Regions from separate parts of the Triticum aestivum genome. Here region 2 is linked to region 1. A link is a contact called in public Hi-C data. All regions are on one chromosome and are shown on one strand. Each heading gives the region's core, a stretch centred on a gene start, on an enhancer-like site or on the middle of the called end of the contact. The rest is flanking DNA. Distances are from core to core; before and after follow the strand shown. Region 1 overlaps LOC123144290 (RNA polymerase I-specific transcription initiation factor RRN3). Region 2 holds the start of LOC123144291 (putative multidrug resistance protein).

Region 1 (6,662 bases), core at 2,846-5,345:
TTGATTGGTGAATTTTGCAGGTTAATATAACCTGGGAAGATATTATTCAAGGGGAGCATAACAAAGGTATATTTGAAATGGAGCTTGAAGATTTGAATGAGGATGAGGATGGCCTTGGACAAGCGGGAACAAAGGTTCATGCATTGTACTTAAAACTTATGCCTATCTAATCGTGTAGCATAGCGAAGTTGCTGACTCAGTATTCATTTTGCCGGCTAGGTCCTTTTTGGAGGAAATGCATGTGCCGAAAAGCTTGACAGCTTAATGGTTGTTGTATGCGAGCACCTTAAGTCATGTGCGGAGCGTGGGTACCTAGATAAGGTGAGTATGTACCATGCAGTATATCCTGCTCTTTGGAAAGAAAAAAATTGCCCTCATATTGTAGTACCCCTAACTTAATTCTCCTACTCCTTCCAGTTCACGAGTAAGTAATAATTTGAACATATCTTCGGTCAAACTTTTAAAGCTTTGAACCATGTTCACCTTGGTATTTTCGCTTTGAGACTGCCAATATTTAGACTGGTTAGTTAAAAACCATATGTATATTTGTGTCGAGAAGTATCTCTAGATTGTTATAGTTCTCTTGGGTTTTATGCATGCACTCTATTACAAATTAGTTGTCAAAGTTAAAATCTTGAAGATCGTGTCAATGTAGAAAACGCCATCCTTTTTGTGAACTTCATGGAGTAGTGTAAACAAGGAAATATAACTGTTGAAGCTGAATTGGTATTTTTTTAATCTGTCATTTCTCACATTCTGGTTTGAACTGGTCAGGAATTTGACATTCTGAAGGCTATATTTCGAGCATCTGTGCTGAGGGTGCACAGATCAAAATTTTGCCAGGTCAGGATTCTCTGTTATTTGGTGTATGTGTAAGCTAGATTCACTAGGATTTCAAGCTTGTATTGAGTTTTATTCACCTTCATGTTTTCTCACTTTGCTTTTCATTTCACCTTCTTATATTTCACCGTATTGTTCTAACTTTGCAGTTTATCATGTTCTATGCCTGCTCACTGGATCCTAAAATCTGTGGTCTTGAATTTGCTTTTTTTCTTACCGAAATTTTTTTGAACAAGGAAGAGGATCCAATTTCAAGGTATGTCTTGGCATGTGAGGAATACATTGTACAATCACAGCTTGCTTTATATGCCGTGGCGATTCATCAATTCTTTGCTTTGTTGCCACACTTTGCTTTAGTCATGTTTGGCAACTTTGATAATCTTGTGGCTGGTGTTTGCATTGTGACAATAGTTGTGTCGAGCCATGCTTTCTTGGGTCTTTCAGCCATCTGTCATAGACATGTCTCTCTGCCAAGTTGCCACAATTGTAGCAAGAAATGTTTACACAGACAATTCATACATACACCCGTCATATTTTCTCTGGCTGCAGTCAGTAGTATATTCTATTATGATCCCCATTTATAGCATAAGCTTGTACAGGTTGAAGAAATGCTAATTACCACTCATGCTTTGAAATACAGGATGTCTGCAGTTTCGTATGTTGGAAGCTATCTGTCTCGGGCCAGGTTTATTTCCGCTGATACGGTTCTTGCTATACTCAAAAAGTGTGTAAAGAAATTCTTCTCGTTGTGATTTGCCTGATGTTCTTCTCAGATCTAAAATCATCTTTATTTGCTTTACCCAGAATAGTGGATTGGTGCGATGAATATTGTGTCCTTCAGAACAGAGGGACCACAGCTAATCCGAATCATCAAATATTTTACGGGGCCTGTCAGGTTAGTTATTCCACCATATTCCATTTACGACATAAAGGTTTTTTTTTGTGAGGGTGTGGGGGTGGGGGTGGGGGGGGGGGGTGGGATGTCTGGGCACTGGACCGAATTCATTTGTTAAATTGTGGGGTATGTACATTTAGTGTTGGTTCCATTTTTGGCATCACATTCTCTGTAAGCACTTATTTTCATGTTTGTAAATCTGCAGGCTGTGATGTATGTCCTTTGCTTTCGCTTGAGATCTATTATGGATTATCCCAATCTTAAAGCACAGCTTTTTCAATTGTCTTTTGGATTTATCTTGAACCACCGTCTGGAACCTCTAAAGGTCTGTATGACATGCACTCTCTGCCACCTTTGATAATATGCTCCCTTCACATATCTACATGAGTGGCGCATTTTGATGTTTGGCATCATTAACTGGGAAATACCATGCTATGTTGGCGGTTCACATTTTCTTCTGTTATCCTAGGTGTGCTTGCCTTCAATAGTAAACGAGTTCCTGAGACAGGCCAAGGATGCCGGATTGTTCGCTGCATCCATGTATTCAGCAGCTGAAGATGCAATCGAATCTGATTTGTCCAGGGCTTTTGGAGGAATCAACAGACTTGACACCTTCTTCCCATTTGATCCTTACCTGCTAAAAGAATCGGACAGGTTTGCACCACCTGACATTATTACTTTTGAAATGTATTACAGCGGCATTGAACCACTGCTCTTTGCATTGTTTGTGCCATGTGGATTATACAATGTCTAGTAAGCCCTGTTGCTGCTGTTGTTGGACTTTTCTTAGGTTTCAGAACTATTACTTTGACAAAAGCTGTTTGGGATTTCAGTTTATTTTTTTTCTTGAAAGTGGATTTCAGTTTCTGTTATCTGTATCTGGAGAAGAGCTGCTAGTTGTCCTCGTCATATTAATTTTTGCTCCGCTTGTGCCTGCAGATATATCCGTCCAAATTTCGAGTTCTGGTCCATGGTCAAGACGACATACAGCAATGACAAGGACGATGACGACGATGAGCTGCTGGACCTTGATGCCCCTGAAATGAACGTGGGCAGCTTGGACGATCATGTCGAGATAGATATCAACAGCGACGACGACGAGCTGGAGTACTCGATGAACAAGATGTCTATAACCCCGCACCACTCCTTCTACCACGGGATGGCCGCGGACGGTGGTGATGCTGGCCTCAGCATGCCCGCGAGGATCAGACCTTCAGCGAGCCCCCCGTCACGATGGGCCATGTCAGGATCACCGTAGGTTGAAGAGACAGCTGAGCCGACTGTACAACAAGGGTCCTTTGGTAGTTTGTGGAGTAATGTCAAACGGCCCATTCACTCGGGTGTGTTAAAGCCCAACCAGGTACGAACTTTTGGGGTTGAAAGTGTTAAGTGCAGATGTTGTTAGAAGACGGCAGTTGTTGAGTGGCTGTGAGATTATACTCCCTCCGTTCCCAAATACTAATTCTTTCTAGAGATTTCAACAAGTGACTACGTACGAAGCAAAATGAGTGAATCTGCACTCTAAAGTATGTCCACATATATCCAAATGTTATAGTCTATTTAAAATGTCTAAAAAGACTAATATTTAGGAACGGAGGGAGTATATGCTAGGATGTATGTACATCTCCGAGATATACGCGTGAGACGACCTGATGTGGAATGGTACGTCATACTGGCGACAGCAGTGCAGTAAGCCCTGTTGCGTATCTCGTAGATCTCATAGATGGAAGATTGTAACATGTCGTCCACAGCCGGTTCCTGCAAGCTGTAGACGGAAGAGAAGCCCCGAAATCTTCCGTCCTCCACGCCGCCAGCATCGATCAACATTTTTTGCTACTGATTGCAAGTGGCAATGATAAGCTGCCTGCCTGCCTGGTTAGCGCCACTGCTTTGCGGTCGTGTTGAGCAGTCTCCCCTTGCACATCCGTATCTTTTTTCCTTCGAGTCAGTGGTGGGCACCCCAAAAGAATGTTGTTTGTCTATACACATCTCATCGTAGCTAGCTAGCTAGCTTTGCCCCCGATGCGAAGCGTACGTCGTCGACTTCAGGTCAATGTCTAGCAAGAACACCTCCCGGCCCGTCCCAGCCCGGCGCGGCGGATATACAGCAACTACTAATTTATCTAGCAACAAATGACTCTCTAACTAGGACAACCTACAAGCGAGAGCACCCTCTCAGCCAATATTAGAGAACATCGACGTCCTAGTTAGAGAGTGCTCTACTCTTCTTCGTCGGAGCTCGTGACATCGACGTCGCCGGTCGAGGTGAGGTCCACGATAGGATATACCCCTCGTTGTCGGAGCCCGACACCTCCGCGACTTTGGTTGCGGTGCCAGGGGGTGCCGGTCACCCGTAACAGCTCCGCGGCGGTGTGTGACCCGTCTCCACGGTCTCGGCTGCGAGGACTGCAGCTGCTTCCCACACCCTCTACCTAGCATGGCGGGCAAGTCGCACCATAACACCAGACGGCCTAGGACCATGCATGCCACCGTTTACCTCCGACTCGGACCCCAACGTCGCGGGGAAGATGTACCATGGACGATGTTGTCATCACACATAGTTTGTCGCTACCGTGTGCGCTTGGGGGCTTAATAGCACCGATCTGCACCAGTACAAGCGTCATCATACAATCCAACAATTAAATTTAAACTAAACCAATACTCAAAGAAGTATGCTAACATGCCGTTGAATATCAATCAGTTAGTTACATGTCTGGACCAATGTATTTTTTTTAGGAAAGGAGGAGGATCCCCGGCTTCTGCATCTGAACGTTGCATGCAGCCACCCTAGTCCACGTGTATGGACCAATGTATATGGACAGGAAGAAGCTACGTACGTGACTAATTGTGTCATGCGTGACACATGAAGAATGGGAAGTGTCAACGGGGTATCATGCATGCTTTCATGCTCGGCCACAGGATTGGGAATAATTAAGTAAGTGAACTCCCCTCTAGAAGATCACATAATTTTTAAAGCAATATATTAACCTGCAGATGCCATCTTTAAAGGATCATCGCAGGTAGATGCTTACTCGGGGAGTATGTATTCCAGGCAGGCAGGTGACTTGGCCGCAGCTAGTCCATGTCCTTTCAAGATGCCAAGGTTGTTTCTTCTAGAAGCTGACCCCCAACTTGGTGCACGGCCTCTAAGGATGATCAGGGCAACTGGCGTCACCCTGTTATGGATCTTTTTTATTAAGGGTTAGTGGAGGCATAAGAATGGTGTTTCATTTCTAGAATAAAAAGTGGACGTAAGTGTGATTGATAAGGTGGCGTGCTTCTGTTTGGTAGTTGTTCAGTGGTAAATAAGCAAATTATAATTAAGTAACATCACCTGAGACATCGGCGCTTACTTGTCCATCCTCTCTTTGTTTATTTTGTTTTATTATATATTGGCACGAAAATGGTTGTATATTACCAACTGTAGAGCAGGTGTGGCATGTGAGTATACGTTTTACTGTGGTAATAGGATTTTGAACAACCTTCTGCATGGCAGGTCCTACGTGGACTGCCTAGGGTTTTACCTTTTCTTTCTTGTAAGCCAATTTGTTAGCATCAATGCTTGATATTGTTCAGTATTATTTCCCACAATAAGAATACATGGCTATGTGCATCAATCAATGAAGAGGTCAGGGCTATCCTTGTTTTTTTGGGAAGGGGGGGGGGGGGGGGATGTTTTGGGAAGGAGTAGTTCTAAAATTCTTTCATCATGTTTTCAAAGATCACTTCTCAAAATATTGCATAATCAAAGATGTAACTTTTTTTTGAAAATGGAGGCGTGCCCCCGGCCTCTGCATCATAATGATGCATGCAACCATCTTATTAAAAATCCATGAAGTAGCAGAAAGTCATAACAGTATTACAGCTCGCAAGCGGAGCGAAACAAAAGAAAAATATAAAAGTACATGCTGACAATCACAACCGATACGGTAATATGAAGGATAAGCTCCCTAGACTCCTATCCTGTTATGCGTCCGCCATCCGAACCGGTTGAATATAGCCCGTGCTACCATCTCCCACTGGTTGCACCCAGTAACCAAAGGCTCCCTGGGGTCCATAGGAGTGAGTAAGGACCACGTACGGATCCAAGCGGTAGCTCTGAAGATGACCTGCAGGAAAGTTAAAGTGTGTTGTGTGTTAAAAATCATATCATTCCTACAGTTCCATATAGCCCACAAACGCGCACATATTCCAATCCGAATACGAGCCGCAGTAGTATGCTCAACCCCAGCTAACCAAGTCCCAAACAACGACTCAATGTCGACTGGAGGATTAATGTTGAAGGCTATATGAATCGTTCTCCAAAGCAATTTGGCGAGTGGGCATTCAAGGAATAGATGTTGTATTGTTTCATCATGATCACAAAAACAACATCGCAAACTACCTACCCATCGCCTCTTGATTAAGTTGTCCTTGGTGAGTATCACTTGCTTGTGGACGAACCACATAAAGATTTTAATACGCAAGGGAACCTTAACCCTCCAAATATGCAACGATCTTGAGATTGGGCCAGAATTAACCAAAATCATATAGAACGATTTCACCGTAAAAATCCCATTTTTGGCTAATTTCCATTGCGTCGAATCCGGCTGGTCGGAGAGTTGAACATCTATCAGTCTCCGAACCAAGTGCATCCAGGCAGTCCATTAAAATGTAACTAGAGGAACGTGTTCAGATCACATTATAGTTGTTCTAGAAATAGTACTGGTACGACTACAAGAGAAGTCCATCAAGACAAATATTTATAAGTGCTCTAATTTAGGGGATACTAAATTTTACTAAGAAGGCATGAATACTAAATAATAAAATAGAGTTAAATTTATCACAGATTGCAACTAAGAAGGTATGACAATTATTTTTAATAGGCAAAAGATGCCGGTAGTCACGACTTTAGGCGAAAGGAGGAATATATTCTTTACATTTTATA
Region 2 (6,662 bases), core at 2,184-4,683, 190 kb after region 1:
CGCCTCCACACCTGCCTGGTAAACTCGCTTATTCCCCAAGCGCCGTGATTAATGGCGCGGTTGGGTTACCCACACCCGTATTGATGAGAATCCCATGATAAGGGGACACGATCTCTGCTTCGACAAGATGTGCCAAAAAAACTGCCTCACAATATGTGCAGTAGCTGGTTGAGAAAAACGGTTCGAATAATGACCGGGCCATGGCCTGATGTCACGTTATGAAAGGTTGTCAGCAGATTAGATTTGTGCAAATATTATACTCTCTACAGTGGTATGTGGAATTTGTTTTGCAGAGCCGGACACTATCCTTGTGTTCGAAATCTTCTATGGAGTATTCGGAGGAAGAACCCGCCTTGCAATGCCGAAGACAATCTGCGCACCGGACTCATCGTCATTGAAGCCTGGTTCAGGGGCTACTGAGGGAGTCCTGGATTAGGGGGTCCTCGGACAGCCGGACTATATGCTTTGGCCGGACTGTTGGACTATGAAGATACAAGATTGAAGACTTCGTCCCGTGTCCGGATGGGACTCTCCTTTGCGTGGAAGGCAAGCTTGGCGATTCGGATATGTAGATCACCTCCCTTGTAACCGACTCTGTGTAACCCTAGCCCTCTCCGGTGTCTATATAAACCGGAGGGTTTAGTCCGTAGGACAAGAACAATCATAATCATAGGCTAGCTTCTAGGGTTTAGCCTCTACGATCTCGTGGTAGATCAACTCTTGTAATACTCATATCATCAAGATCAATCAAGCAGGAAGTAGGATATTACCTCCATCGAGAGGGCCCGAACCTGGGTAAACATTGTGTCCCCCGCCTCCTGTTACCATCCGCCTTAGACGCACAGTTTGGGACCCCCTACCCGAGATCCGCCGGTTTTGACACCGACACGAGGCGCCTACGATGACTTCGTAAATCTCAATATGATATGCCGGCTCAGTCTCTCGGAGGTGCTCATAGGGATAGGGTATGTGTGTGTGCGTTTATAGGGATGAGTGTATGCGCGTATGTATGAGAGCTTGCGTCTGTAGTGTGTTCAAAAAATTGGACAATCACAAGTTTTCTAGTAAAAAATAACATATCTTTTTTTATGGGTGTACGCATATGCGCGCCCCTGCGCGACACCATGGAGAATGCCAGGGCGTGTATCACGGCGTCAAGGACGACCGTGGCGGAAGGTGGGTCGTCGCATCGCCATGTATAAGCGTTCGTGGACGTGGTTATATTATATTTCTTGTTAGTCATATAGAAAGCTAGGCTACATTCTCAAATCAAGTATGTCTATTTAAATGACAAAAAAATTATTAAGGAAATATCTGCTACAATATTTGGTAGTCGTCATCGTTCGTAGCATCCATTCATGCAAAAATATTTTAAAAATCAAGCGTTGAATCAATTTGAAATGCAATTAATTAGGCTCATTTAAATAGGATTTTTTACACCAAATTAATTTAGAAACTGATTCATTAATTTAATTAATTAGGTAGACAGTTAATTATGCCTACAGTTAATTAGAAGTAGGGATTTTCTCAATTAGGAAAATAATTAATTGATTAGGTTGGTAGTTAATTAGGCATGTAGAGAATTAGGTAGGTCATTAATTATTTGTGTAGTTAATTAATTAAAAAAGTATTTAATCACGTCGAATCATTTTGAAAGCGCTCATGGGCAAGAAAGATCAACAGTCTCTCAACGACATGATCGAGCACAATTCACCAACATGGACAACGGTTACCAAGCGCTTGCGAGTTGCGACATGGGCGACCTAGGGTTCTCCAAGACGGATGAAGATCATACTCTACAAGATGTCCACATGCTGACGGTTGCCGGAACGTCCATGGGTGAGGACAACACGATACAACATTGATCGGGTGGTTAATGTTATATTGGAAAGCAAGAGTGTTCTAAGAATAAGAAGAAAAAAAGAACTAAAGCGACCGAATGGTCCATGGTGGTGAACAAGGAAAGAGTGTTCCAAAAAAGATAAAGCAAAAAAAGAGTATTCTTGAAAATAAGTAGGAACGAGAACTAAACGAGGAAGGAGGGAGAAGAAGATGAGGCGTCGCTGACGAACGCGTTGATATTGACGTGGTACTGGTTGGCGCCAGCAAAATGGATTAGTGAATAGGCTAGGAGTAGAAGATGTGTTTAACCCACTCTATTATATTGTAAACATGAAAATTTTCATCTCTGTTTCAATGCACGGTGAAGGTGAGGTGAGCGTTATCTTTTAAAATCAGTACAGACACAAGCGCTCATATACACGCACATACACTCACCCCTATGAACGCATGCACGCACACCCTATCCCTATGAGCACCTTCGAAAGACTGAGCCGGCATATCATCTTGAGATTTACGAAGTCACCGTAGGCGCATCGTAGTCGACGGGCGTCTCCTCCCACTGAATGCGCATCGCCGGAAATCCTGAAATAAATCCAGGAATAAATGCGAGCACCAGGATTTGAACCCTGGTGGGCTGGGGATACCATAGTCCCTCTAACCATCCAACCACAGGTTGGTTCGCAGGTGAGCGTTATCTAATTTTAAGGAGGAGGCTCCAGCGAGAAATATCTAGCGGGAAACCGAGCAGGAAGGCAAGGGTCTGACAGAAAAAAGTAAGGGTGCGTCATGGTATGGGTTTTTTTTTGTTGGATCTGCATGTTGGAGATAACGGGTGAATATCAGGTGCTCCGGTAGCACCTTATCTTAGGTGCTCCGGTAGCATCTCGGCCATTGGATCGTGATCCAACAGGCAATATTCACGGGATGTGGATTCAAGCGTCATTTCAAAAATGTTTTGGGGTTTTCTACAAAATTCACATTGACCAAATGTTGTCCATTCGATTGATGATCCAACGGCCGAGATGCACCGGGAGCACCTTATCATCAGGTGATCCGGGAGCACCTGATATTTTTCCTGGAGATAACATATAGGATAGTCCAGACAACCACGTATCTCCTCAACATATGGTCTGTATTTGGGGGGACCGAACGGTCCAGAAGGTTTAATTTTGTGGGACATACTTAACGCTTGTTTGATGTTAAAACATATCCGGGCGTATAAGGAAGAAATGAGCTTTTGAGATGACTTTAGTCATTTGTTTAATTATTTATATACATTATAGCTAGTAGCACGAATTTGATTAGCATTTGTTCTGCTAGTTTAAGAGTTAGGCGTGGCTGTTAATAACATCGCGAATTTAAGAGCGGTACGCTCAAACGCACGAAGTCTGTTGAGGCAAAGCCTCGTACTGGAGATTTTTTTCAGGGCCAGCCTTTTAGCGCCGCAGTTAGTTCTTTGCGTCGACGCAACAACAGAATTTCCCAGGACCGGGCGGGAATCATCAAGAGAAAAGTACTCCGGTCCAGGATAACTCCCTCGCGCATGCACCTGCTGCCCGGCGCCCTATATATAAGCCAGCCGGAGCCATCCCTCTCTCCTCCGGCGGACAAGCTTGGCTAGACAAGTCAGAGTCTACCACCTAATTAAACGACCTGAAAAGGAGGCCGCCGGATTATACTTCTATACTCCAACCTAGAGTCAGTCAACATATCGAGTAAAACTCCCCATCAGAAGCAACCAGCGAGCGAGCTCGCGGGTTCGCCGGGCATGGGTGGCGCGGCAGACGCCAAGAAGGCGCCCTTCGGCTCGTCGCTCGTGTCGGTGTTCATGCACGCGGACGCAGCGGACGTGGCGCTCATGGTGCTGGGCCTCGTGGGCGCCATCGGCGACGGCGTCTCCACGCCGGCGATGCTGCTCATCACCAGCCGCATCTTCAACGACCTCGGCAGCGGCCCCGACCTCCTCCAGGAGTTCAGCTCCAAGATCGACGAGGTACGACTTCGACATTTCTTTCCGCCCATTGTTCAGCCGGCCGTGGCAGCCATGACGAGAATATTAACATGCAATTCTCGTGTTGAAATGAATCCACTCGATGGGCCAGAACGCGAGGAACCTCGTCTTCTTGGCGCTGGGCTGCTGGGTCATGGCGTTCCTAGGTGAGTGACAACGACAATATGTTTGGATGCCGTGCCAATGGCGTACATGCAGTCATGCATTTCTCAATGCGATCCATGCGTGTGCAGAGGGGTATTGCTGGTCACGGACGGCGGAGCGGCAGGCGTCCCGGATGCGCGCGCGGTACCTGGCGGCGGTGCTCCGGCAGGACGTGGAGTACTTCGACCTCAAGGTGGGGTCGACGGCGGAGGTGATCGCCAGCGTCTCCAACGACAGCCTGGTGGTGCAGGACGTGCTGAGCGAGAAGGTGCCCAACTTCGTCATGAACGCCGCCATGTTCTTCGGCAGCTACGCCGTGGCCTTGGCGCTGCTGTGGCGGCTCACCCTGGTGGCGCTGCCGTCGGTCCTGCTCCTCATCATCCCCGGCTTCATGTACGGCCGCATCCTCATCGGCCTCGCGCGCCGGATCAGGGAGCAGTACACGCGCCCGGGCGCCGTCGCCGAGCAGGCCATCTCGTCGGTGCGCACCGTCTACTCCTTCGCGGCGGAGCGCGCCACCATGGCGCAGTTCTCGGCGGCGCTCGAGGAGTCGACGCGGCTCGGGATCAAGCAGGGGCTCGCCAAGGGCATCGCCGTCGGCAGCAACGGCATCACCTTCGCCATCTGGGCCTTCAACGTCTGGTATGGCAGCCGCCTCGTCATGTACCACGGCTACCAGGGCGGCACCGTCTTCGCCGCCTCCGCCTCCATCATCCTCGGCGGCCTGTACGTAGCAGTAATCTAGTTTCCGGTCCATGTCCATGCACGATACATAGCCGCGCGCGCGCCGCCATTAACGAGGAGCCATGAAACGCGTGCATGCAGGGCGCTGGGGTCGGGGCTGTCGAACGTCAAGTACTTCTCGGAGGCGAGCGCGGCGGGGGAGAGGGTGCTGGCGGTGATCCGGCGGGTGCCCAAGATCGACTCGGGCAGCGACACCGGGGAGGAGCTGGCGAACGTGGCCGGCGAGGTGGAGTTCAAGAACGTGGAGTTCTGCTACCCGTCGCGGCCGGAGAGCCCCATCTTCTCCAGCTTCTGCCTGCGCGTGCCGGCGGGTCGCACGGCGGCGCTGGTGGGCAGCAGCGGGTCCGGCAAGTCGACGGTGGTGGCGCTGCTGGAGCGGTTCTACGACCCGTTGGGCGGGGAGGTGGCGCTGGACGGCGTGGACATCCGGCGGCTTCGGCTCAAGTGGCTGCGCGCGCAGATGGGGCTGGTCAGCCAGGAGCCGGCGCTGTTCGCCACGTCCATCATGGAGAACATCCTGTTCGGCAAGGAGGACGCGACGCCGGATGAGGTCACCGCCGCCGCCAAGGCCGCCAATGCGCACAACTTCATCTCCCAGCTGCCGCAGGGCTACGACACACAGGTAATAATCAATTACTACAAACTTTTTTTATTTTATTTTTTTGAATTACTACAAACTTTTTTCTTACTCTAGTACCGTGATTCGCAATCCATGGGAACTGTTTCCTCTTTGCAAGTCGCTGTCGATTTCCTTTTCGTCAACTTTTGTTCTCGTTGCGAAATGCCTATGCGATTCGTCGAGTTGTTTTCTCCGCGAACTTTCTTCTAACATGTTCGGTGGATTAGAGTACGGAGTCACACAAAATGCGGTAAAAAGGCGAGAATTTTCATGATGTTGTTTCCTTTTCCTTCTTTCTTTGCTCTCTCTATGTGTAGTTTCTCTCAAAAGTCAAGAGCGAATACCCAATCGATTACTATTAGTGAAAGGAATACGATTCAGATAGTTTTAAAACGTACTATTAAAGGCTAGATTCTAAAGAAAAATCAACAATATACAAATCATAGAGCACCATCCCAAAAAATGGAAGCTCTACTTTGCACTGACATGAACATGCCTAGTTATGGAGTATGTATATGTAAGAAAGATCTTACTGGAACTGGAAAAGATAAGAATAAGAAGGGATGTAAACCATAAAGGTGCTTCCGTTTCCATACCCCTGCAGTACCACAAACGGGGCGGGAATTTTTGGAGCATGGCTCCACATGCACCCATGAACAGTAATTAAAAAAGTAGTAGTACTGAATTTTGTTGTAACATAGATCGAAATGACATCCATGATAATCTAGAAAAAAGACATTGCTTGATGAATAGTAAGATCCCAATGGTGCGCGTGGAACCATATTCACCTTGATATTTTGCCACAAACTGGCCCAAACTAACCAACAGAATAACTGAACATGTCACAGCGAAATTCTCCTCGTAGTTTAATTGAACAGGAATACTACTGGTAGGCAGCCGCGGCGTGTGGCCCTGGAATCCCAACTCCTCCCGTTGTACGTTGCGAATTGTGCCTTCCTTTTATGGAATAAGGCATTTATTGATTGTTTTCTAAAAGTAGCAGCACCCTTTGTTTCTAGTGTGGTCACCTTTTTTAAGTAAGCATTAGCACTGGAATAAAATCTTTTTTAGTTTAAAAAAAAGTAAGCATTAGCACTCTACTGGTCCGTGTAGCCCAGCCGCGGGCAAAGAACATGGCCCTTGCCTCTGAAGAAAAGCCCTTACGCAATCCGGGATTCGGAAGGAGCTCATCATCCTGTCGAGTTCTCAGTCCCACCAAAATGCAACCCCTCAGTTTTGTTGACCCAGTTAAAAGGAAATACTCTCTCTTATGTCTCAAAATCAAAATAGTATCAGAAAACG

The links. Hi-C and Micro-C count contacts between places; a contact is called where the count stands out from the background.
Region 2: a Hi-C map of leaf shows a contact between it and region 1, with 6 times the contacts expected there. The contact joins the promoter of LOC123144291 here to the enhancer-like site in region 1. A contact is called at or near these places in 3 of 5 Hi-C or Micro-C datasets (all in leaf).

Annotation. Positions count from the first base shown.
Region 1 is chr6D:161,069,231-161,075,892 of IWGSC CS RefSeq v2.1, forward strand. LOC123144290 (RNA polymerase I-specific transcription initiation factor RRN3) reads left to right here. Exons shown (of 14, transcript XM_044563372.1): 6 at 21-134; 7 at 220-321; 8 at 775-843; 9 at 990-1,096; 10 at 1,481-1,564; 11 at 1,645-1,735; 12 at 1,941-2,060; 13 at 2,205-2,389; 14 at 2,675-3,204. The coding sequence ends at 2,993. Among protein-coding and RNA genes, the nearest start is that of LOC123144290, 6.9 kb to the left of the region's middle. Within about 2 kb of position 4,096, at least 2 of the 8 cell types and tissues checked have an H3K27ac peak or open chromatin away from gene starts, as enhancers often do. A contact at or near this core is called in leaf, where this site is marked.
Region 2 is chr6D:161,257,318-161,263,979 of IWGSC CS RefSeq v2.1, forward strand. LOC123144291 (putative multidrug resistance protein) reads left to right here and starts at 3,434. Exons shown (of 6, transcript XM_044563374.1): 1 at 3,434-3,835; 2 at 3,945-3,999; 3 at 4,087-4,723; 4 at 4,823-5,363. The coding sequence starts at 3,611.